Linked DNA regions of Mus musculus: regions 1, 2, 3, 4, 5 and 7 are each linked to region 6. A link is a contact called in public Hi-C, HiChIP or PLAC-seq and promoter capture Hi-C data. All regions are on one chromosome and are shown on one strand. The core of a region is the stretch at or near the end of the contact, and the rest is flanking DNA. Distances in the headings are between cores, read along the strand shown. Region 1 overlaps Lrrk1 (leucine-rich repeat kinase 1). Region 2 holds the start of Aldh1a3 (aldehyde dehydrogenase family 1, subfamily A3). Region 3 holds the start of Lrrk1 (leucine-rich repeat kinase 1). Region 4 overlaps Lrrk1 (leucine-rich repeat kinase 1). Region 5 has its middle 56 kb from the start of Gm33442. Region 6 holds the start of Asb7 (ankyrin repeat and SOCS box-containing 7). Region 7 has its middle 22 kb from the start of Gm33442.

Region 1 (2,700 bases), core at 178-2,677, 350 kb after region 6:
GGTATGCACGCTTTTGTTAGCACATTAATATAAAACAGTGAGTTTTGTTTTGACACTTTCATACATGACGTATGCCAAACCATTGGCTAAAAAGCAAACCCAAAATTACCCTCCTGCCAACAGCTCACGGGGAATAAGAATTGAATGTTACCGTGGAAACCCTTCATCAATACTTTGTTTGCATTACTTTGGTTAGCCTAGGCTTAATCATTTAATTTAATGTTAGAAATGATTCCATTTTTAAGCCTCTAGCCAATTCTCAGAAAAGTCAGAGATTGGGAGACAATGAGCACCGTGAAGAGGACATTTGATATTGCTCTGGTTATGAATTCTCGGGGCCACACCTATGTGTGCGAGATGGCCCAACTGTTGGGTCCACAAGGTGATGTAATCCCCAGTGTTCCCTGGCTGTAGGATGCTATGAAGAATTCCCAAAGCGTCAGATAACAGCTCAACACAATTTGAAAAGCTCTCCAATATAGTTTCAGTAAATAAGCCGGTAACTTCTATTAAGAAGGACGAATGGATGCAGGCATGCAGAAGAAAGTCATGTACTAGTGCATATAAAAAATAAAAACAATTAGGCGTGATTTTAAAAACTGAAGAGAAGCTGGTGGAACTGGTGTGCGTCTCAGCATTCCTCTCTCGGTGCAGCTGAGAACCCTGCACATTCCGTACACAGCAATGCTGCATGCACTGCAGTGGACATTTTCAAGTGAGAGAGAAAAGACCTGCTAGTGTGGTCAGAGCTGGGGGGGGGTGTTGCACCTCTGGGGGGTCCCTCTCACCTTCGTTGCATCCCTGATAGAACAACAAGAAGCTGGCGACTCAGAAACAAATGGACACAGACAAAGAAGCTCTAAGGGAAGGCAGAGCACTAGGCAAGGGCAGCATGAAAAAACAGTCTATAGGCAACGCCCAGCCACACCATAGCAGTGTCTGCAGCCCTTCCCCATCACACTCCTGCCAAGGCCAGGTGGAGAGGCTCTAACCCAGCCAGGCTGTAAAAGTTGTCCCAGTCATCCAAGAAGTCTGCTGGGAGCTGGGACGTTAATCAGCACTCAGGCACTAGGTGGTAATATAATAACCATCCCCCCAACATACACACACACACACACACACACACACACACACACTGCTTTCACTGGAGACCTAAGGAGCATGAAAGACCTTCCTGCCCAACAGGACCCAGGAGTCCATTCCCCTTGTCCCATCTAATTCTGAGTAGTTCCTGTTTTCCCAGGAGTGATTAATCCACACAACTGTTCACCCACCAGAGTTAGCAGAGTCCAAGCCCAGGACTTGAATAGGATCCCGTTCCTAAAATACATTTTCACTAATCACCAGATCCTAATAAACACACTCTCCTCAGGAAACAGAAAAATATCACTCAGAGAGAACAGGGCAGCCACAGTGTCCGCAGCTGGATGAGTCAGACGTTTGGAAGCTCAGACAAGACCTCTAAAACAGACCAAACACTCCTGCGAGCAAACACGAGCATGCTTAAAGCAAAAGTAAACAGCAGGAGTCACCAAAGAAGGAGTGTCATGGAGGAGCAAAGGGGGATGAAATGGAAATTTTAGAATCTCTAAAATACAATAGCTGAAGGTTTCTTTTGTAGACAGACTCAAGTCTAGAATAGAGAAGACAGAAGAAAGAATCTATACCCTGATAGATTGAGAAGGAGGGAAGGGGAGAATGAGAGGGAAGGGAAAAAGGAAGACACAGGGAGGAGGAGAGATGGGAGAAGGGGAGATGGAAAAGAAGGGGGAGAGATGGGAAGAAAGAGGGCGAGATATGGGGAGGGGAGAGGAGAGGAAGGAGAAGAGAACGAGAAAAGGGAGAGATGGGGATGGAGGAAGGAAGAAAGGAAAGGGAGGGGAGAGGGAGAGATGGAGAAGGGAAAGGGTAGAGAAGAAAGGGGAAGAGGAAGGGGGAGAGGGAGTGAGGAAGGAGCAAGAGATTGAAAGAGCCCCAGAGGAGGTAAGAATTTTAGCTGAACTCATGCTCTCAGAGTCCACAAGGAGTGGAAGGAAACGCACTGAACCCTAATTTAGGAAACTGAAAACTCCTCCAAAGCAGAGAAGACAAAGCCAGCAGAGTGGAGAAGCAAGAAGGTCCCCGACAGGAGCGATGTCAGTGACCAGTGCTCCCCACATATCATACTCAAGCCACCATAAAAACAAAAGAAACAAAACCAAAACTATTGAAAGCTCTGAAGCTCTGGGGGGAGGAGAGAGAGAGAGGGAGAGGAAGAGGGAGAAGGAGATATGTTTCCTTGGGGGGGGGGAACAATTTGAACGACATTGTCAGACACCAAGGATCCAGGGGAAGTGACACAAAGCACTAACGAAGGAGAGGGGTCAACTTAAAGCCCCATGGCCTGGAGAATACCCCTCAAGAAGGAAGAGAAAATGAATACATTCTGGAATGATGGAGATGAGAGAACTAACGTCTGGAAGGAAGGTGTCCCTAACGGAGCAGCTATACCTAAAGGACGAACCAAGCAAGGGCTGTTGGGAATTAGGAGCCTGGTGAGAACAAAGCACAAGCACACAGAATAGGCTGTTAGTTCATTCTTTGTCCCTCGAGTTGTATTTGACAGTTGAAGCAAACGGAACCATCGCTTAATACAGCTCTTAATATAGAAAGAGGGGATTTTTAAAAACAAGGCAATTATCTAATAAAGGTAAAATTTCA
Region 2 (2,700 bases), core at 57-2,556, 260 kb after region 6:
GTCCTTGCTCATTTGGGGGCCCACAGCCCCCCATCCCCACTCTCACCTGCATGCTCAATCCTTAATAGCAGGAGATTGTCTGAGAGGGCACAGCTCAAATAGGGCCTTCTGAAGGTTTACTGCTTATTCCACTATCCAGAAGGATTCCTAGTGACAAGACAGTGAGGAAGGACATGGGGAACAGAAATGGAGGCTGAGTCCTTAGAACAGGCAGAGGGAGGTACCTTACACAGAAGCACATGGCCAAATCTCTCTAAGGACTAAACCCCCTCCTCTGTGGGGAGTTCAAGCCTCACCCCCTGATGCAGCCACCCTACACGTGGGTGAGACACTTCTCCGGGTTTCGGATGAAGCTTAAGTCTTAAGTCCTGGGCTGAAAGAAGCGTTTCCTAAACGAGTTGGACATGCCTTTCCCACAGCCCCTCTTGGCAGTTCTGAGCAACATAAACATTAAGAGCTTTTAGTCTGAAAGCAACTAGCTGCAAAGATCTCATGTTTTGTTTTGGGGATTTTTTTTCCATTTTTTTAAAACGGAAGTTTAATTTGTGCGTTTGAAAAATTAAAATAATTGCCTCCCTAGGGTTGTGCGTACTTATATGAAGGTCACAGGACCATCAGCCGCAAAACTCCATAAGGCTGCGCATAAGAGCTGTCGCTTAGCCTGCTGTCGTGGGTGTGACGGAAGTTTCCTGCCAGCCAGGCTCAGAGTAGACCTCCTCCGCTGGCGGCCCTAGCTTGGGAAGGATGGAGCGCAGGCTTCTGGCAGTTGGACCCCAAATTGAGGCAGCCACGGGTGGTGACCACAAGACGTCTAGATCCTGGGAGGCACAACGCAGGGTCCCGGAGAGAGCGCTCACTCCCGCCGAAGTTTTGGAGAGCCGCTGCGGTGGTCCGGGGACCGCAGGTGCCTCTGACAAAATCTCGAGATTGCCCAGAGAGAGGCCTGTTACTGCGATCGCTACGAGCCGGCTCCCTGCCCTGACGGATGTCCGACCCTTGGGAATTCCCGGCCTTGGTGCCCCCGGCCCCCAAGTTCGCAGAAGGGCAGCCTACTAGGCTGCGGAAGCCCGCGGTGTGGCCGCCCAGCGATGCGCAGACAGAGCTCTCTGGCCGCAGCCTAGGTCGGTCTGGGACCGTCCCGCTCCCGGAGGGGCAGGGACAACAGGAGGGGTAGCAGCGGCGGCCGGGTCCCCTCCTCCTCTCCCGCGCCCGCCCTCCCTTCCTCCGTCCTGCAGCCAATTAGGCGGCCCCCTTGGGCGGGAGGCGTGGGGCGCTGCATAAAGGCGCGGAGCTGTCACCCAGAGCAGGCTGCGCACCGCCCAGGCCAAGCTGGTGCGTCGGGGACACGGACCGGAGAGTGCGAACCAGTTATGGCTACCACCAACGGGGCTGTGGAAAACGGACAGCCGGATGGGAAACCGCCTGCCTTGCCGCGCCCCATCCGCAACTTGGAGGTCAAGTTCACCAAGGTGAGGAGGGTGCGCTGTCGACTCGACGGCCTGGGACTCCTGCGCCGAGCAGCCTGGTAGGGAGAGTGGGGACCAAGATACAACCGTGCTGGGAGTCCGCAGGGAGCTGCCCACACCTGAGCGTCTCTGGTGGGGGCCGGCTCCTTGGAAACTGCACTTTTTTGAGGGGCACCCCAGAATGGAAACCTGCACCTCTGGCTGAACGATCTAAGCCTCAAAGCCAGAAGAGGAGCAGGAGCGATGCAGTGAGTGCAGCGCCCACGGTGCGGGAGTTGCAGCCTGCAGAGCCGCCCCCACCCCCACCCCCAGTGTCCGGGCCACCGCCCACTTTGAGTGCTGGTGCTTTTGGTGAATGGGCATAGGGCGACTTCTTGGTAGAGGGCTTTCTGGGCTGAAGGACCTGGGTTAGGGGGCGGGGGAGGGGGGCTAGAGATACCTGAGCACTCCAGGATGAGTTTGAGGCACACCAGGAACTGCAACTTGGAAGTAAGTCTTCCTGGGCAATGAGAGAAGGGTCTAGTACCCCGTCCGTCCTTCCGTCCGTCCTGTCCATTGTGTTCAGTCTGATCCCAGCTTACCAGGAGAGCAGGGGAGGAAAGATGGACGTCATTGAGGAGTACTCCTCAAGGCCTCTCGATCTGGGCCCAGGGAAGGAGCTGCGGGTTGAACAAGACCATAGGCAGGCCTGGTGGTGTTTGCCCTTTCCTGGGAGGCTGGAACTAGCATAGTGGTGAGCTCACCTGCCCAGAGCTTCAGGGACAATGATGTCTGGGAGCAGAGAAGGCTCAGAGAGGAAGAACAAGTCTAAATTCAGAGATGCGCTGCTCTGACTGCTAGGTGTACTGGCGGGCGTCTGAGGGACCACAGCGCTCCATCGGCTTCAGGTCTGGAAACCTCAACCCCTCTTATTTTCCTGTCTTGTCCACCGAGCTCAACTCCAGCTGACACGATGCTAAGAAGCCGCCTTCATGGGTTTTTATTTTCAAAAGTAGCAATTATCCCTCTTGAATAATTTTAATCAAAAGGTGAAAGTGGCAGGTCGCTATGTGTGGGCTTCAGATTCTGATATGTTGGTACTTAGTCCCCCTGAAGTCGGCCGTGCCGACATATAAATTGCATGACATTTACATGAACTGTTTTCCCAAGGAAGGCTCTGTAATCAAGAGAGGCACAGTCCTGGGAAGACTGAAAGTTTTTTAAAATGTAGTTTCCTCGATCGTGTCAGCTTCGG
Region 3 (2,700 bases), core at 156-2,655, 300 kb after region 6:
TCTGCAGGAATGAAAAAGAAGTGAGAAGGAATTTTAGCTATTCTGTAATTGTCTCCTTTGCAAACTTGTGATTAAAACACACCTACTGGGTACAGTTGAATACTGTGATATGGCCATCTCAAAAAAAGCTCATATATGTGTCGAATATTCCAGACCTTTGTTTGCTCGTTTGTTTGTTTTAAATTGGGCACTTTTCTTAACCTATTTCTAAGATTGTTTAAAGTGGAAAATTTCTTGCCACTTAAGCATAGGCAACACAAGTCCTCTTAGTGTGTGTTGGTCCTGGCTCTAGACATGGACTTCCTTTTAGTAACGCTAGGTGGCAGTGATGTATGTATGCCCTGAAGGCGCCACCAAGCCAGGCTCATTCAAACTGCTGACGCCATGCCTTGCAAATTATTAGGGACTTTTCCATAGCAGTCATGTTGCTGGCCTTGCTAATTGGTCTGAGGACCTCGGTGGTGAGGACAGGATTGCAGAACCCCACCTACATTTTTGTAACAGTGTTCGATGGAGGAAAAGAAGAGCGAACGTAGAAGAGCTGCGAGGTTGTGGCCTTGCCAACTAGGGATACAAACTCCAACTCTAAACAAACACTTGAGGTGTTCCCAAAATATCTCAGGCGGCCCACGGCTTCTCAAATTCTGTGAGCTGCCAGTGAGGCGGTCTGTCAATGTTCTTTGCACTTGGTCTCAGGAATATTCATTCTTACCAGTAAGAAGCACTTCGGTCCAGTACTGATTTTCTACCAAGGATTATCTTTTCTCGGGGAAAACGAGCGGAATCCGAAGCTTGCCTGCTGAGTGTATAGCCGCGTTTGGTTATTAACTTCAGTGGAATCAACTGACAACATTCCACCTCATCGCCACAAGCAGCCAGTCAGGGTGGCATGCTCCTGTAATCCCAGCTACTCCGGAGTTCGAAAATCGAAAAATATTCATCAGCTAGTAATATCTTTGCAAACGTCCATAATTTAAGTTAGCGAACTCGTGTGGTGAAAAAGCGCAGTTTACAAAACATCAACTTTTAAAATGTAGTTTCTGCACCGCTCCATAAAGACCTGCACACACATTAATATTCTCGCTCTCTTAATATTTACAGTCACAGTATATGGCCAGCAAACAGGATAAAAATTAATCTGTTACTCGAGCAGGGTAGGAAAGGCACAACCTTGTCACTGTGCCTGTCCGCAGGGAAGGCAGCAAAGCATTCAAATTTGGAGAGGAGTCCACAAAGTTTCAAGACCCAAGCGTCTACCGAGGCACAAGAGCAGTGAGCTTGGTCACCGACATCTTGCAGCTAGGGAAACCGAGGCAGGCCATCCAGGGGAGGTCGGGGCGGCCGACCCTCTGGCACAGCCCTGCTTCCGCGCCACCCGCCCTCTCCGCCCGCCAGGCGGCCGCAGGATTGAGGAAGTGCGTCTGGCCCCCGGCGGCCAGAGCATTGCAGGGCAGAGTACGGTAGGACCGGCAGGCCCCGGCCCTCTGATGTCGCCGATCCGCGGCTTCCAGACCCTGCCGCCGCAGGTAAGTGCTGCTCCGACCCGCGCCCTGTCCGAGGACCCGAGCGAAGCCCGCACCTTAGATCCAAGCTTTGCCCGCACCACCCCGTCCCGCGCCCGGGTCCCCGCGTGCAGCCGCCGTCGCCTGCTTGTGCCCTGCGTCTCGCCTCGCCCCACAGCTCCTCTCCCCAGCTCAGCACCCCGTACCCCGGGCGACCGCGTGCTCCGGACCCCGGCCTGTGTCCGGGACCCGCAGGTCACAGCTCCGGTGGGCGTCTGGAACTCGGGCTGCCCGGGGTCTCTTCGCTGCCTCTCTGGGCTGCGCAGCGACCCTCGCCCCTTGAAGGGTTAAAGCGAGTGCAGAGCTAGAACCCGGGAGCTGGGGCAGCCGAAAACCAGCCTGGGATCGGAGCGGGGCGGGGGCGGGGAGCCGAGTTCAGAAACAAAAGTAGGAAACACTAGGGAGACTACAAAGTTCTTTTGCGTTTGGAAAAAAAAAAAAAAAAAAAAAAGCCTGACTTTTAACTTGGGAGTGGGGGTGGGGTCTAAGCGTGGGAGTTCGTGGGCGCGAGTGGCTGGAGGCAAAGGCCCAGCGAGGCTCTTCCCGCGCGTGCGGGACAGCCGGGTGGTGCTGGATGGTCTGGAGGTCTTCCCCTGCTCCACGCGTGGGGCATGTTTCTCACCCTGTGGTCCCATCACTTTGCCTATGGGCTCTGTTGCTTGGAGCCAGTGGCAGTCCTTAATGGATGAGAACAAGAATTCCTGGAGGGGCAGTAAGAAAGACAGCAATGGAGAGACTCTAGGGATGCTGACAGCCAGTTCAGTCTGGCTTTTAATAGTTTGAGGCCATTACGTTTTTCTCTTACATGATGCTCATCCCTGCAAAAACCGGAGCAGGATAGATAGGGTCTTAAAGGCAAATTCTCTTAGCAAATTCTCACCAAATAACCTATTTTTGATGAGTTGGTCACTCACACTCACATAGCAGCATCAAAGGACCTACGATTTGTACACTTTGAAAAACTTTAGCATTGAATTCTTTCTGTGATTTGGTTTTCATTGTCCTTGCTCATGTTCCAGAAGAATATAGCATACCAACACCTAATTTGTCCTTAGAGGGGCTTTTCTAGTCAGCCAAACGTTTCCTTCCCCCACACCTACAACAGTCTCCTTAATAGTTTGGATATAATTATTATAAC
Region 4 (2,700 bases), core at 132-2,631, 380 kb after region 6:
ACTCTTTTCACCCCACAGCCACTAACTGGATCGGCCTGCGGAAGCTGCAAGAACTCGATCTAGCTGACAACAGGCTGACAGAGCTCCCTGTCCAATTTATGCACTCCTTCAAGTCTCTCACCTCTCTGAATGTCTCCAGGAACAACCTGAAGAGCTTCCCGGATCCCTGGTCCTGCCCTTTGGTTTGTATCCTGAAAGCCACAGCCGAGTTTGTATGCCGCTCTCTACATCCTCACGTCTTCTCCTGTTCCTCTACATTGTAGCTGAGGAGAGAGGTCCACAGTTTCAGTCAGGCTGTCACCCTGTAAGCCAGTTAGCCTAAGGGACACACAGTAGCTGCTACAACGTTTTGTAAAGCACGGGATGATGGCACAAGGGATGGAAGATAGCTCACTTTGGTAAAGGGCCTGCCACACAAGCATGAGTTTGACCCCCAAGAATCCACACACAGTAAAAGCTGAGTGTGGGTCTGGAAAGATGTCTGAGTGGGTAAAGCGGTTGCCATGCACACATAAGGACCTGTAGTTGGGTCCCCAGCCCCCATTTAAATGCTATGCAGACATGGTGGTCAAATGTAAGCCCAGCACCCAAAGCAGGACTCCTAGGGTGAGCTAGCTAGTGAGACCAACCATGTTTCCCAGCTCTGAGTTCAAGCGAGAGATCTGGTCTTAGTAACTGAGGTGGAGAACAACAGAGGAAGAGGCCTAATGTCAACCTCTGGCCTCCACAAGCACACATGTGAGCATGTATACATACGTACATACATGTCACAAACTTAAAAAAAAAAACAGGCATGGCAACACTTGCCTGTAATCCCAGCACTGAGAGGTGGGGGTAGGAGAGTCCCTGGTTGGCTGGTCAGACACCCAACATTAACCTGTGGTCTCCACATGCTCGCAAACGCACACATGCACGCATATGCACACATGCACTCATACGCACACATGCAAACCCAGATATACGCATGCATACCAACACAAATGCCAAAAGGGGTGCGGTTCTCAAGAGCACTAAAGAAGTGAGAAGAAGCAGGGGCCTGTATCCAGAGCTCTGCAGACTAAATGAGGTTTTTGTTTCTTGGGAATCTGGCTGGTTGAAACGGATGAATGACATAAGGAATATTTGTGCTTTGTTTCTGTTGGTTTCAAACCAAAGACTAAGCATTTCTAGTTTGGCCGCGTCCTTGGGGAAAGCAGTTGACTCCCGAGAGCGTGGCTCTGAATCGGTCCGTTATTTCCCAGGACAATGGACCGGATGGTGATCAAGGGAAGACGATGAGGCACGTTTGTCTCCCCTAGGAAACTCTCTCCCTGCTCCTGCAGGACAGGACAACACAGCAGACAGAGAATTGGAAGCCTTCTTCCTCACTCTGCACTGTGGTCACAGAGCCCTGTCCCAGTAGCCTCACTTCTGACATCAGATTTACAAACAGACTTCTGGGCAGCTCTACACTCACAAATCTACTTACCACTCTCCCCCTCCCCTCAAACTCCTAGAAATGTTGTAAAGCCTCCAAAAATGCCCTGGAATCGCTGCCAGACAAAATGGCTGTCTTTTGGAAAAGCCACCTTCGGGATGCAGATTTCTCTGAGAACTCTCTGAAAGAGGTGCCCCTGGGATTGTTCCAGCTTGACGTGAGTCCAATGGCACTTCATTTCTCACTGTCCACCGTGGTAAGAAAAAGCACTCTGGACCCTGGGGAACCTATGTGCTTTTTCCGAGTTTGTGAGACACATAAGTAGAAAAAGTGAAGGGTTAGTTGAGCCATCAAAGACATGCGGTCTTGAGCCAAGTTAGAGGAAGGAGAATAGTCACCAGGAAACAGCTGTGCCAGGGAAGGGCTTGTTTGCCTGCCTTAGTCAGCTTTTCATTACCTCTCATTCATAATAAAAACCCAGAGACAACCAGTGTGAAAACGCCTTGCCTTGGCACAAGGTTTGGGAAGTATCAGTCCGTATACAACCCACCATGTTGGTTTTAGTGCTTTGGGGCCTGTGGTGGGGAAGTGCACCATGGGAGAGCAAAGCTGTTCACTTCACAGCCAAGACCTGAACTAACAGGGAAACAGAAGAGATGTGGCCCCAATATCCTCCTCGTGGGCACACCAGCAGTGAGCAGAACACCTCTCCCAGGCCCCAGCTCTAAAAGGTTCCACCACCTACCAGTAACTCTGAGAGCCAGAGTGCCCAGCTTTACTGTTCCTTTAACATATGGACCTTTTAGAGAACTTCCTCATCAAAAATAATGACCCTCAGGACTTCACTCACGGTGGCACGTTTGTTTTGTTTTTGGCTGTAGTGGAGAATTAACCTAGAGTCTCACATACAGTCCGTAAGTGCCCAACCTCTGAGCTCCAGCCCCAGTCAAAACTCTGACGCTTGCCAGAGATGGACTCCATCTGGCCTCCAGAGATTCCCACGGAGCGCCACCACTCTAAGGAGAGACTTTGTGTCCTGAGCACTGGACCACTGCCTTCTAAGAGTCTTCAGGCAGGCTGTAAGACCCTGTGAGACCCAGAGCAAGGGATTGCTAACTGTTCACCAAAAGCATTAGGGCACTCCCTGTAGGGCCTGGTGGTGACTCACAGACCACATTGCCTGGGAAATGAGACCATGTTTAAACACCCAGGTGCAGCCCCTAGCAATCGCAGACAAGCTGCTCAGATCATCCAGAAGGCCAAAAGACAGCAAGCATCCCTTC
Region 5 (2,700 bases), core at 140-2,639, 490 kb after region 6:
AGAACAGAGCCTCAGACAGCTCAACCGGAGAAGCCCAGTGGGCAGCTGAGGGCTGGGAGAGTGGGCAGGAGGCACAGAACCACAGCTCTGGGAGGATGCTGGCTCTACATTCAGGATAACACTTACAGAACTAAAGGGCATGAGGGAGAGGTGAGGACTAGGGAGGGAAGCTCACATCCCCTCTGCACCCCAGATGGCCAGAGAGGTCATAGCCGCTGTTGTCCTTGAATGGGATGGAGCTTGGAAGTCCTCAGCGTCTTCAGGGCTTATGCTTCCGTGTCACAGACACCGCACCCAAGGCTTACAGAGCTAGAGCCATTGGCCAGAGCTAGCTTCAGTGTGATCCACATCTATTGGCTTTGGAGCCCCCACTCTACCTCCAGCTTCTTTGGCACCCATGAATTTCTTAAGGTGGCACCAGCATGCAGCCATCACTCCACAATGCTGAGAGGCTCTGGGATGTGGTCATGTGACCCTTGGGTGCTGGAGCTAGCTCATCATAGCTTGACTCTCAGTTCTCATTGATTGTGTGACCTGAGGTCATTTTTCAGCCTCTATGGATGTGTACTTTGGTTTCCTCCTCTATTTTTTTTTAAGCATGAAGGGAGTAGCCTCTTCCCCACAGCTCAGAGTTAAGCAGTACAGTCTAAGGATGGGCGCTGCGATGTTATTTTGTCACTGTTGCTGGTGTGAAGATATGCGGTTTAGGGGACCAGCCTGGGAAAGCAGCTTGAACCTGCCCACTTGAGAAGCCCCAAACCTGATCTCTGACACCCCAGCTCTACCCCTTCCTGGAAGTGGCTTCTGTTTAGACTCTCTTTTCTGAAGGTTCAGGCACAGGCTTTTCTCAGCTCTGGTCCCCACACACCCTCCCACCCCAGAGGAAGCAAAACTACCCCTGGTCAAGTCCCAGGTGGGGCTTCCTCTGGGTGGATTCCAGGCCAGCCTCCACAGCGTTGGCTGCCTCTGCCTGAAGCCATGTGTGGGCCCAAGGGCTAGCAGGCTTCCTCCCCTGAGCCCTGTCTGTTCGGAGTGCACAGTGGTTGAATGGTGGGTGGGGTGCCTGCCCTGTCCGTCTATAGGTTGTGATCTAACTCCACTGCCAGTCTCTTGTCTAGGCTGGACCCAACTCTCCTGACCCCACTGGCTCCTGGTGGGTCCAGCTGGGCTGCACGGAGGTACACCCTTTGGGCTATGTCATAGGATGCTACAACCATTCCTACCTATCTATACCCAACAGTCTACAGCGGGGAGCCTTGGGATGGTGGAGATGAGGGGCCTCTGGGTAGTGGAACCTTTGGTTTTATTCCTCTCTCACAGAAAGGCAAGCTCTAAGACGACGAAGTCCCCGCCCTGCCCAGCCCTCCGACTTCCCCAGCCCCAAGTTGTACAACAGGCACTTGAACTGCCAGAAACAGTCCCCAGATAACCTTATCAGCCACCCAGCCACAGAGCCTCTCTGCCGCGCCAGCCACCCACAAAAATAGAGCTGCTGATTAGAACCTTCCAGAAACACAGACACTGGAGCCTTCCAAAAGCTGAAGAGACATCCTGGCGTGTTCTGAAGCCCTGCTCTATCTTAAAGCAGCACGAAATATTTATTCTGGGGGTCTTCAAATCAACTCTCAGGATTTGTGGAAGGAAATTTGCCAACTACCTTTTAAAAAACACCAAAAAAAGTATCCCTCTTCTTTAAGTTCTTTAACTACCACTTCTGATAGTATAGTTTAAAGAAATAATAGGATGGAAGGAAAAAAGTACTAGTTAAGGTTGTCCGCCCATGGATTCATCAGAGTTCCTAAGCTTAACCTGAAGATGACATCATGCCCAAAAATGGGAGGAGGAAGGGAGAAAGGGGGAGGGAGGGAGAAGAGGGGGGGATTGAAGGAGGAGAATCAAGGAAGAAAAGAAGGAAGGAAGTTAGGATAGGAAGGAGGATAGATTCATGGCAACCTACCCTACTGTGTCCCAGATAGCTCTTAGAGCGTTAGTGACAGGGCTTATGGAGAGATGACTGCATGGGTAAGAGGATTCACTGTGGAAGCATGGGAATTAAACACAGATGCCAGCAGCCACAGAAAAAGCTGAACATGGCTATGTGAACAGTGACAACCCCAGCCATGGAGGGTGTGGAAACAGAAGGAGTGAGTTTTCTGGCTGTCAATCTAGGTCCTGGCTTAGTTCAAGAGGACAAGGGGAGGTGATAGAGAAGGACACTTGTGCCCTCTTCTTCTGGCCTTCACACATGTACACATGTACATGAACATAAATATACTCTATCTCTCTCTCACAGACACATAGTTTTAAAATATTTATTTTAATTATCATGTGCATGAGAATTTGCATGTATACATATAGGCATGCATGTACGTGCACCATATGTGTTCACAGAACTCAGGGGCCAAAGGATGTTATATCCACCTGAAAAAGGAGTTACAGGTAGTTGTGAGTCACCATATAGGTGCTGGGTACCCAAGCACCCAGTGTTTTTAACTGCTGAGCCATCTCTCAACAACCGTGTGTGTGTGTGTGTGTGTGTGTGTGTGTGTGTGTGTGTGTGTGTCTATATTTGTGTATCTGTATGTCTCTGTGTGTCTAGATCTGTGCCTGTGCATCTGTCTGTGTCTGTGTGTATTTCTGTGTCTGTGGGGTCTGTGTATGTATGTGTCTATGTGCGTCTGTGCATGTGTGTGGATGGGT
Region 6 (2,700 bases), core at 64-2,563:
CCAATTCCCATAACAGCTTTCTCTATTATGTGATCAATGCAAAACATAGAAACGGGAATCATTCTGGCATGACCTATACATTCCTGCAAAATCTGCAGTCTGCCCACACCCCCTAATCTCATTTCCATCTTTCTTCCCCTTACTCAGTCACAGTTCCCCTAAACTTATTAAAGTACCAAAGGCTTTGCACTTCAGATTAACTGCTTGTAAAGGCCTTCCCTCAGATCTTTGTTGGCTAGTTTTTTTTGTCATTCACAGAGCATAAATGTCATTCTCTGGGAGACCTGGCTCACAATCTAAGAGTCTAGCGCATCCTAGTCAAACTGTATTCCATTACTTTGTGGGTTTTTTTTTTTCCCTAATCATTCTGCAGTTTCATCTTCTCTTGTTAAGATAAAAGAAAAAAAAAGAAAGAAAAGAAAGAAAGGAAAGAAAAGTTCACAAAGTCTCCCCAACAACTAGAGTAGTGTCAACCCAGTAGACACTTGCTAAAAGAATCAATGCATTTAAACAATGTATCAATGTGCCCACTCTGCGCCCCCCTCCCCCGGCTCTTTTCATTCACAAGAAACCACTAGGGTCGCTATCCTCGCAGGCAAGCCCTTGAACCAGCCTCGCGATCCCAAAGAGCGTGCTCTCTCGCAGGCTGGGCGAGGCAGCCTGGAAGCTAACCGGGTCTCAGAGACCGACAGATGCACCAAACATCGCCACTCGCTTCCAAGAAGCACCGCAGAGCGACGACGAGTAGGGGCCCTCATCGCCTGCTCTCGGCCCTGTCGCCTCCCCCGTCGCTCAGCCTGCCACGCACGTGTCGCTCCAGCCACCCAGCTCAACCTGGGCTCCTGCTTACCTGGCTGCCATCCCGCCGGGCCACGCAGCCATCGCCCGGCCACTCGTGCCCACAGCTGCCTACTCCAGGCCACCGTACTCCACGGAAGGCCTTGCCGGCCCCTCCCTCAGCAGGCGTAGAAGCCCCATTCGTAGTACAGTGTCTCTTAGCAACCGCTTAGAGTCTCCAGGCTGGGGGTGGAGCCTGGAGAACCGCTGCGGGGAAGCGGAGGGGACGAAGGGAGAGCGACCAATCGGAGACAAGTCCCAGCCTCTATTAGCCCGCCTCCTCTAACTGTCGCGAATCCGCGGGCAGCTTTACGACAGCCAGGGGGTGGGGGCATCTGTGTGAGGAGAAGGAAGCAACCAACCAACCAAGTCGCCCCCACCCCCTACCCCAACCCCCACCCACCGCGGATCTGGTTTACGGCTTGGAGCGCAGGCTCCAGTGCGGCAGCTGATTGGCTGTCGAAGGCTTGGTCCCATCCCAGTGACCCCAAAGTGCTGGAAGGAGGGGGCGGGGGTGGCCCAGTGCAAAGTGCATCCCGAAAGCCCCCTGTCGGGACACCCTGCTGCTGACACTTCGGACCTGGTATGACTTAGGGTCTCTCTGTCCCCAGACCTCTTGAGTCCCTCGGTAGCTGAAAGCCTCCGGCCCGGCGCGCGGCAGACCCTTGGTCTGAGCCCCTGGACCGGGACTGCCCCCCCCCCCCCCCACCCAGCCGGCACTTCCTCCCAGCGCCCCTTCCCGGAGGCTGCTCCGAGGCCAAGACCGCCACCCCCAGCCTGATCGACTATCTGGATGCTCTCTGGGTTGGGGCCGTGAAGCACCCAGGAGGATCAGGAACACGGTGTCCGGCCCTGCCTGGGGTGTTTCTTCAATGGAGAAGTTGGTGAATGTGCAGGAGGCTGAAAGGAGAGAGAGGAGCTGCAACTGAGGACACAGGTAAAGTCAGTTTCTTCCTCCCTTGAGGGGAGGGGGCTGGCTGGGTGGGGGTTGGGGGAGAAGCCCTGCTCTAGCCTGCCTGCCCTTGCCACCCTCCAGCCTTTGCTAAGCTCCCCCATCCTCAGAGCCCTCTCCTCGCCCCTGGATCACTGCACCACTGATCGGTTTCTGTTTTCCAGGTTTGAGCTTGCTGGAGGACACTCGCGAGTAGAAGGGGTCTGGCCACCCACCAGAGGAGCAATAAACAGAGTGCTTTGGACCAGCATCCTCTTGAAAGGTAAAGAGGCAGACCTCCCTTCCCCCATTGTTTACTCCTGGCCCCTACCTCATTAAGTAACGCTTTATTTCCAGGGTGGTTGCCTGGGAATGCAAGCTTTCTTAGATCCTAGTTTCCTAGCAAAACCAGAAGCACTGCCCATGCCTGGTCCTTAACACCCCAGTAACTTCTCTAGCCCAGAAACGTCTTCTGGGACCTGATCAGAGCGTTTCCGTGTTTTGCATTATCTTTTGGTATACTGTGTCATGTACTCTGCTCGGAGGCTTGGAGACCTTTTTGTAGTTCCCCGCCTTACATACTCTCATAGGAATTCTTCAATTCCATGTTAATTGCTTGTTAATTCTGAATGATTCTGCTTTTAATTAAACCACAGTTTACTGTTTTGCCCATGTACATTTTTTTCTCTCTATGCCTCCATCAGGAAAGCTTCAGAGTTACCTAACTGATAATGACTTAGTAGCAGAAGGTGAACAGGAGGACTGAAACTTACAGGTTTTGAAGAAAATAATTGGATTTGGTTTTCCTGGAACAAGTGAATGTGTGTAGCTTAAGAATGGGAACAGTATAGGAACTGTATAAAAGCACTATTAGCCCCGGAAACAAAGTATATAGTTTACTATGGGTGTTCTTGTGTGTTTGTGTGAGAAAA
Region 7 (2,700 bases), core at 12-2,511, 460 kb after region 6:
AAATTGTTTCTTTTGAGACATGATCTTGCTAAGAGTTTCCAAGACTGACCTGGAGCTCACTCTGTATGGTGTCCTCACTGAGGCTGCCCTTATACTTAACTCTGCCTTCTACCGATATAGTTATGTATGGTTCCTCACCGAGGCTGGCCTTATACTTCACTATGCCTCCCACCTATATCTCCAGACTTGGCTTATTTAAAATATCCTTTTTTCTTAAACCAATAGCCTAACTATTTAAACTATCAGACATTTAAAAGAGCAATCTAGGGTCTGGAGTACTGACCCCTCCCCTTCTTAAAAGAGCCATTCTGAAGCCATGCACAGACTCCTTTGACTGAGACCAGGAAATAAAAGCTTTGCTCTGCAGATAGGAAAAACAAGCCTCACGGACAGGGTGCATTGGGGCCCTGGTACGCTGAAGTGAGTGGCTGTCTCCCTTCTGCCCCAACCCAGTGCCCCATCCACCCAGTTCACGCTGGAAATCCAGAGACCTGGCTCCTGAAGCCAGAGGCTTACAGGAACCCTGCTGCGGACCATATTTCTGCTCTGACAGCCAGGCGTTGTAAAACCCAGTCTCCTGCTTGCAATCCCGCACAAGTTTCCCCTTGGAGGAGCTGACTTTGAACTTATTGAGAACAAAGACCCCTTTGTGATTCGCCTTGGGGACGGGAAGGGGGGGGGAGTATTGCATAAATAATATGAGAAGCACCAGCCCCAGTTCTATTTTGTAACCTCTTGTGACTATGAAATGAAAACCACTTTATTTTGAAAACTGCAGCACAGCCAAGTTTCTCTGGCTGGATGTGGAGGCCGGGGCCCAGGCAGGGCCAACAAGACAGCGGTTGTAGTATGGGTACGGCCAGGCCAGCTGTGGGCACATCAGCCTGCTCAGGCCCAGCTTGGCCCAGGGAAGGCATCAGTAAAACACAGCACGAATCTGTCCCTTCCCCAGTCGTGGGAAGCAAGCGGCACTCGGGCAAGAAGAAAGCCATTTCTTTACAATTGGGGCTGGAAAGAAATGGCTCTGTCCCCTCCTTTCTCCTGGGGCTCTCAGCCACAAGTGTCTTCCTGTGTCTCCCCCAAGCTTCTTCCTGCCAGCGCTCCAGGGCAGAAGGGCTGGCCTGGGGCCCCCACAGCAGCAGAGAGATTTAGCACAGAGTTCTGCTTTTGGTATTATTTCTACACACTGGTGGTACCCATCAGCCACGTAGGCTCTGCCAGGAGGTTTTGGGCTCTGAAAAACGTCATTCACCTCCTCTGGAAAGCCACAACAATCAACACAGGGTACCATGGCTTTGTCTCAGATCTGCCCCACAGACGACATGTGTAACTGAGGGTGTCACCCATCCTTGATCTCCAGCACCTGACCCAGGACTTGGCACCCCAGCAGCCTGCAGGTGGATAAAGGTTCATGATCTGTGTGTGTGTGTTCCCTAGCTTGGCTCAGGCCCTGAATTGGGTACCAGGCACTGAAGGAGATGAGGAGCTTTGCCCTTGTACTGTAAGGAATGATCCCTGAATCAAGAGCAAACCAGTCAGTAGGGGCTTAGAGGTTGATGTAACTGAGATATCTGAGTTGAAAGCTTCAGGTGTGGCTTGGTCCAGGGCCTCTGGCTGCCTTGGCTCCATCATGGATCTCCCTCACAGCAGGGAAGTTCAAAAGATAGTTGGACCATGCTGAAGAACAGCCCCTGTGTTTCCACAGCTTGGCGAAGTAAAGGTTCTGCATCCGCCCAGTCCACAGGCCCTGGAGGCAGATCTTTCCTGGGGGTTGGGGGTGAAGGGTTAAATGCTTCAGCCATTCTGGAGGATCCGAGCTCTGAGGGAACGAAGACTGTCCGTTGCTCGCGCAGCTTGCAGCATGGATCTGGGCACAGATAGCCTACAACTCCTTTACCGACAATCCATACATCATCTACAACCAAGCTGCCAAGATAAACCCGAGACTCCACCTGGATTTGGCCCTGCCTGTGGCTTATGCAAAGGGCTTTCATATAGCTGTAGCTCTGTGGGGGCATCCACAGCAAGCAATAAGACCCAGAGGAAGTGACTGGCTGAGACCAGTAGCTCCCCTTCACCTGGACCCCAGTATGCAGGACTAAGGAGCTATTGTTTCCCACTGTCCTCAGGAGACAAAGGACAAGCAGAGGCAACGGTAGTTATTCAGCCTCAGCTTCAAGAGGCAGATCCTCATTCCCTCCATATCTGGGGAAGAGCTTGCAGTTACCACGATCCTTAATGTTGCTACTGTTCAGGCTTGCCTAATAAGACAGTCTGTATCTGTATGTATACATAATAATACATATAGAGAGAGAAAGGGAAGGATATAGTAGGGCTCAGGGGATCATACAACTGATGTGCTTGGGTGTGGTTTGATCCAGGATAAACACACACACACACACACACACACACACACACACACACACACACACACACTCACACACACACACACACACACACACTCACACACACACACACACAAGAATCTATTATAAAGGATACATGTTACCTCCTGGACTCACTTTACAGGTAGGAAATGGCTTCCCAGAGAGGATGTCTGTTTGTTCAGATTGGGTCTAAAATACTTTAACCCAGGTAATTTAACACAGAGAAACCTACTCCCCTCACAGTTCTGGGGACTAGCCATGTAAGATTAAGGTTGCTCAGTGTCTGGCAAGGGCCTATGTCCACTTCAGAAAT

What was found. Promoter capture Hi-C pulls out the DNA fragments that hold promoters and counts their contacts. A called contact is a pair of places that touch in the nucleus more often than the background predicts. HiChIP or PLAC-seq counts read pairs in DNA pulled down with a chosen protein or histone mark. Capture Hi-C pulls out chosen DNA fragments and counts their contacts.
Region 1: a contact with region 6 is called in an H3K27ac HiChIP or PLAC-seq map of the NIH/3T3 cell line, with 2.5 times the contacts expected there. The contact joins the enhancer-like site here to the promoter of Asb7 in region 6. A contact is called at or near these places in 1 of 39 promoter capture datasets (cranial neural crest), 2 of 484 Hi-C or Micro-C datasets (embryonic retina and embryonic stem cells) and 15 of 115 datasets of contacts at active chromatin or transcription factors (the 230-238 cell line, the NIH/3T3 cell line, T-cell acute lymphoblastic leukemia and 9 more).
Region 2: a contact with region 6 is called in a promoter capture Hi-C map of liver, with 4 times the contacts expected there. The contact joins the promoter of Aldh1a3 here to the promoter of Asb7 in region 6. A contact is called at or near these places in 15 of 39 promoter capture datasets (the 3T3-L1 cell line, 3T3-L1-derived adipocytes, the C10 cell line and 11 more), 3 of 484 Hi-C or Micro-C datasets (embryonic cerebral cortex, embryonic fibroblasts and embryonic stem cells), 26 of 115 datasets of contacts at active chromatin or transcription factors (the NIH/3T3 cell line, the SCID.adh cell line, T-cell acute lymphoblastic leukemia and 16 more) and 3 of 9 other capture datasets (adipose tissue, liver and pancreatic islet).
Region 3: a contact with region 6 is called in a promoter capture Hi-C map of liver. The contact joins the promoter of Lrrk1 here to the promoter of Asb7 in region 6. A contact is called at or near these places in 13 of 39 promoter capture datasets (the 3T3-L1 cell line, the C10 cell line, the HPC-7 cell line and 9 more), 3 of 484 Hi-C or Micro-C datasets (Th1 cells and embryonic stem cells), 19 of 115 datasets of contacts at active chromatin or transcription factors (the 230-238 cell line, astrocytes, bone marrow-derived dendritic cells and 12 more) and 2 of 9 other capture datasets (adipose tissue and liver).
Region 4: a contact with region 6 is called in a FOXA1 HiChIP or PLAC-seq map of pancreatic cancer cells. The contact joins the enhancer-like site here to the promoter of Asb7 in region 6. A contact is called at or near these places in 7 of 39 promoter capture datasets (the 3T3-L1 cell line, HPC-7-derived erythroid cells, embryonic stem cells and 4 more), 1 of 15 datasets of contacts at CTCF or cohesin (the NIH/3T3 cell line), 3 of 484 Hi-C or Micro-C datasets (CD8 T cells, pre-B cells and pre-megakaryocyte-erythroid progenitors), 26 of 115 datasets of contacts at active chromatin or transcription factors (T-cell acute lymphoblastic leukemia, bone marrow-derived macrophages, cardiomyocytes and 15 more) and 1 of 9 other capture datasets (liver).
Region 5: a Hi-C map of CD4 T cells shows a contact between it and region 6, with 1.8 times the contacts expected there. The contact joins the enhancer-like site here to the promoter of Asb7 in region 6. A contact is called at or near these places in 1 of 484 Hi-C or Micro-C datasets (CD4 T cells) and 4 of 115 datasets of contacts at active chromatin or transcription factors (bone marrow-derived macrophages, embryonic stem cells and memory CD8 T cells).
Region 7: an H3K4me3 HiChIP or PLAC-seq map of pro-B cells shows a contact between it and region 6, with 2.6 times the contacts expected there. The contact joins the enhancer-like site here to the promoter of Asb7 in region 6. A contact is called at or near these places in 1 of 39 promoter capture datasets (neutrophils) and 2 of 115 datasets of contacts at active chromatin or transcription factors (memory CD8 T cells and pro-B cells).

Annotation. Positions count from the first base shown.
Region 1 is chr7:66,338,543-66,341,242 of GRCm38.p6, reverse strand. The region is part of intron 3 of Lrrk1 (leucine-rich repeat kinase 1); the gene reads left to right. Among named protein-coding and RNA genes, the nearest start is that of Mir7057, 42 kb to the left of the region's middle. Within about 2 kb of position 1,427, at least 74 of the 459 cell types and tissues checked have an H3K27ac peak or open chromatin away from gene starts, as enhancers often do. A contact at or near this core is called in the NIH/3T3 cell line, where this site is marked.
Region 2 is chr7:66,426,083-66,428,782 of GRCm38.p6, reverse strand. Aldh1a3 (aldehyde dehydrogenase family 1, subfamily A3) reads left to right here and starts at 1,306. Exons shown (of 13, transcript NM_053080.3): 1 at 1,306-1,469. The coding sequence starts at 1,371. Gm33515 (a long non-coding RNA gene) reads right to left here and starts at 136. Exons shown (of 3, transcript XR_391552.2): 1 at 47-136.
Region 3 is chr7:66,387,046-66,389,745 of GRCm38.p6, reverse strand. Lrrk1 (leucine-rich repeat kinase 1) reads left to right here and starts at 1,405. Exons shown (of 34, transcript NM_146191.3): 1 at 1,405-1,526.
Region 4 is chr7:66,304,327-66,307,026 of GRCm38.p6, reverse strand. It overlaps Lrrk1 (leucine-rich repeat kinase 1), which reads left to right. Exons shown (of 34, transcript NM_146191.3): 9 at 19-182; 10 at 1,497-1,634. Among named protein-coding and RNA genes, the nearest start is that of Gm45989, 24 kb to the right of the region's middle. Within about 2 kb of position 1,381, at least 76 of the 459 cell types and tissues checked have an H3K27ac peak or open chromatin away from gene starts, as enhancers often do. A contact at or near this core is called in CD8 T cells, bone marrow-derived macrophages, memory CD8 T cells and 5 more, where this site is marked.
Region 5 is chr7:66,195,455-66,198,154 of GRCm38.p6, reverse strand. No RefSeq gene overlaps it. Among named protein-coding and RNA genes, the nearest start is that of Gm33442, 56 kb to the left of the region's middle. Within about 2 kb of position 1,389, at least 100 of the 459 cell types and tissues checked have an H3K27ac peak or open chromatin away from gene starts, as enhancers often do. A contact at or near this core is called in memory CD8 T cells, where this site is marked.
Region 6 is chr7:66,688,174-66,690,873 of GRCm38.p6, reverse strand. It overlaps Asb7 (ankyrin repeat and SOCS box-containing 7), which reads left to right and starts at 1,313. Exons shown (of 6, transcript NM_080443.2): 1 at 1,313-1,774; 2 at 1,954-2,051. Lins1 (lines homolog 1) reads right to left here and starts at 985. Exons shown (of 8, transcript NM_152815.2): 1 at 851-985.
Region 7 is chr7:66,228,947-66,231,646 of GRCm38.p6, reverse strand. No RefSeq gene overlaps it. Among named protein-coding and RNA genes, the nearest start is that of Gm33442, 22 kb to the left of the region's middle. Within about 2 kb of position 1,261, at least 149 of the 459 cell types and tissues checked have an H3K27ac peak or open chromatin away from gene starts, as enhancers often do. A contact at or near this core is called in memory CD8 T cells, neutrophils and pro-B cells, where this site is marked.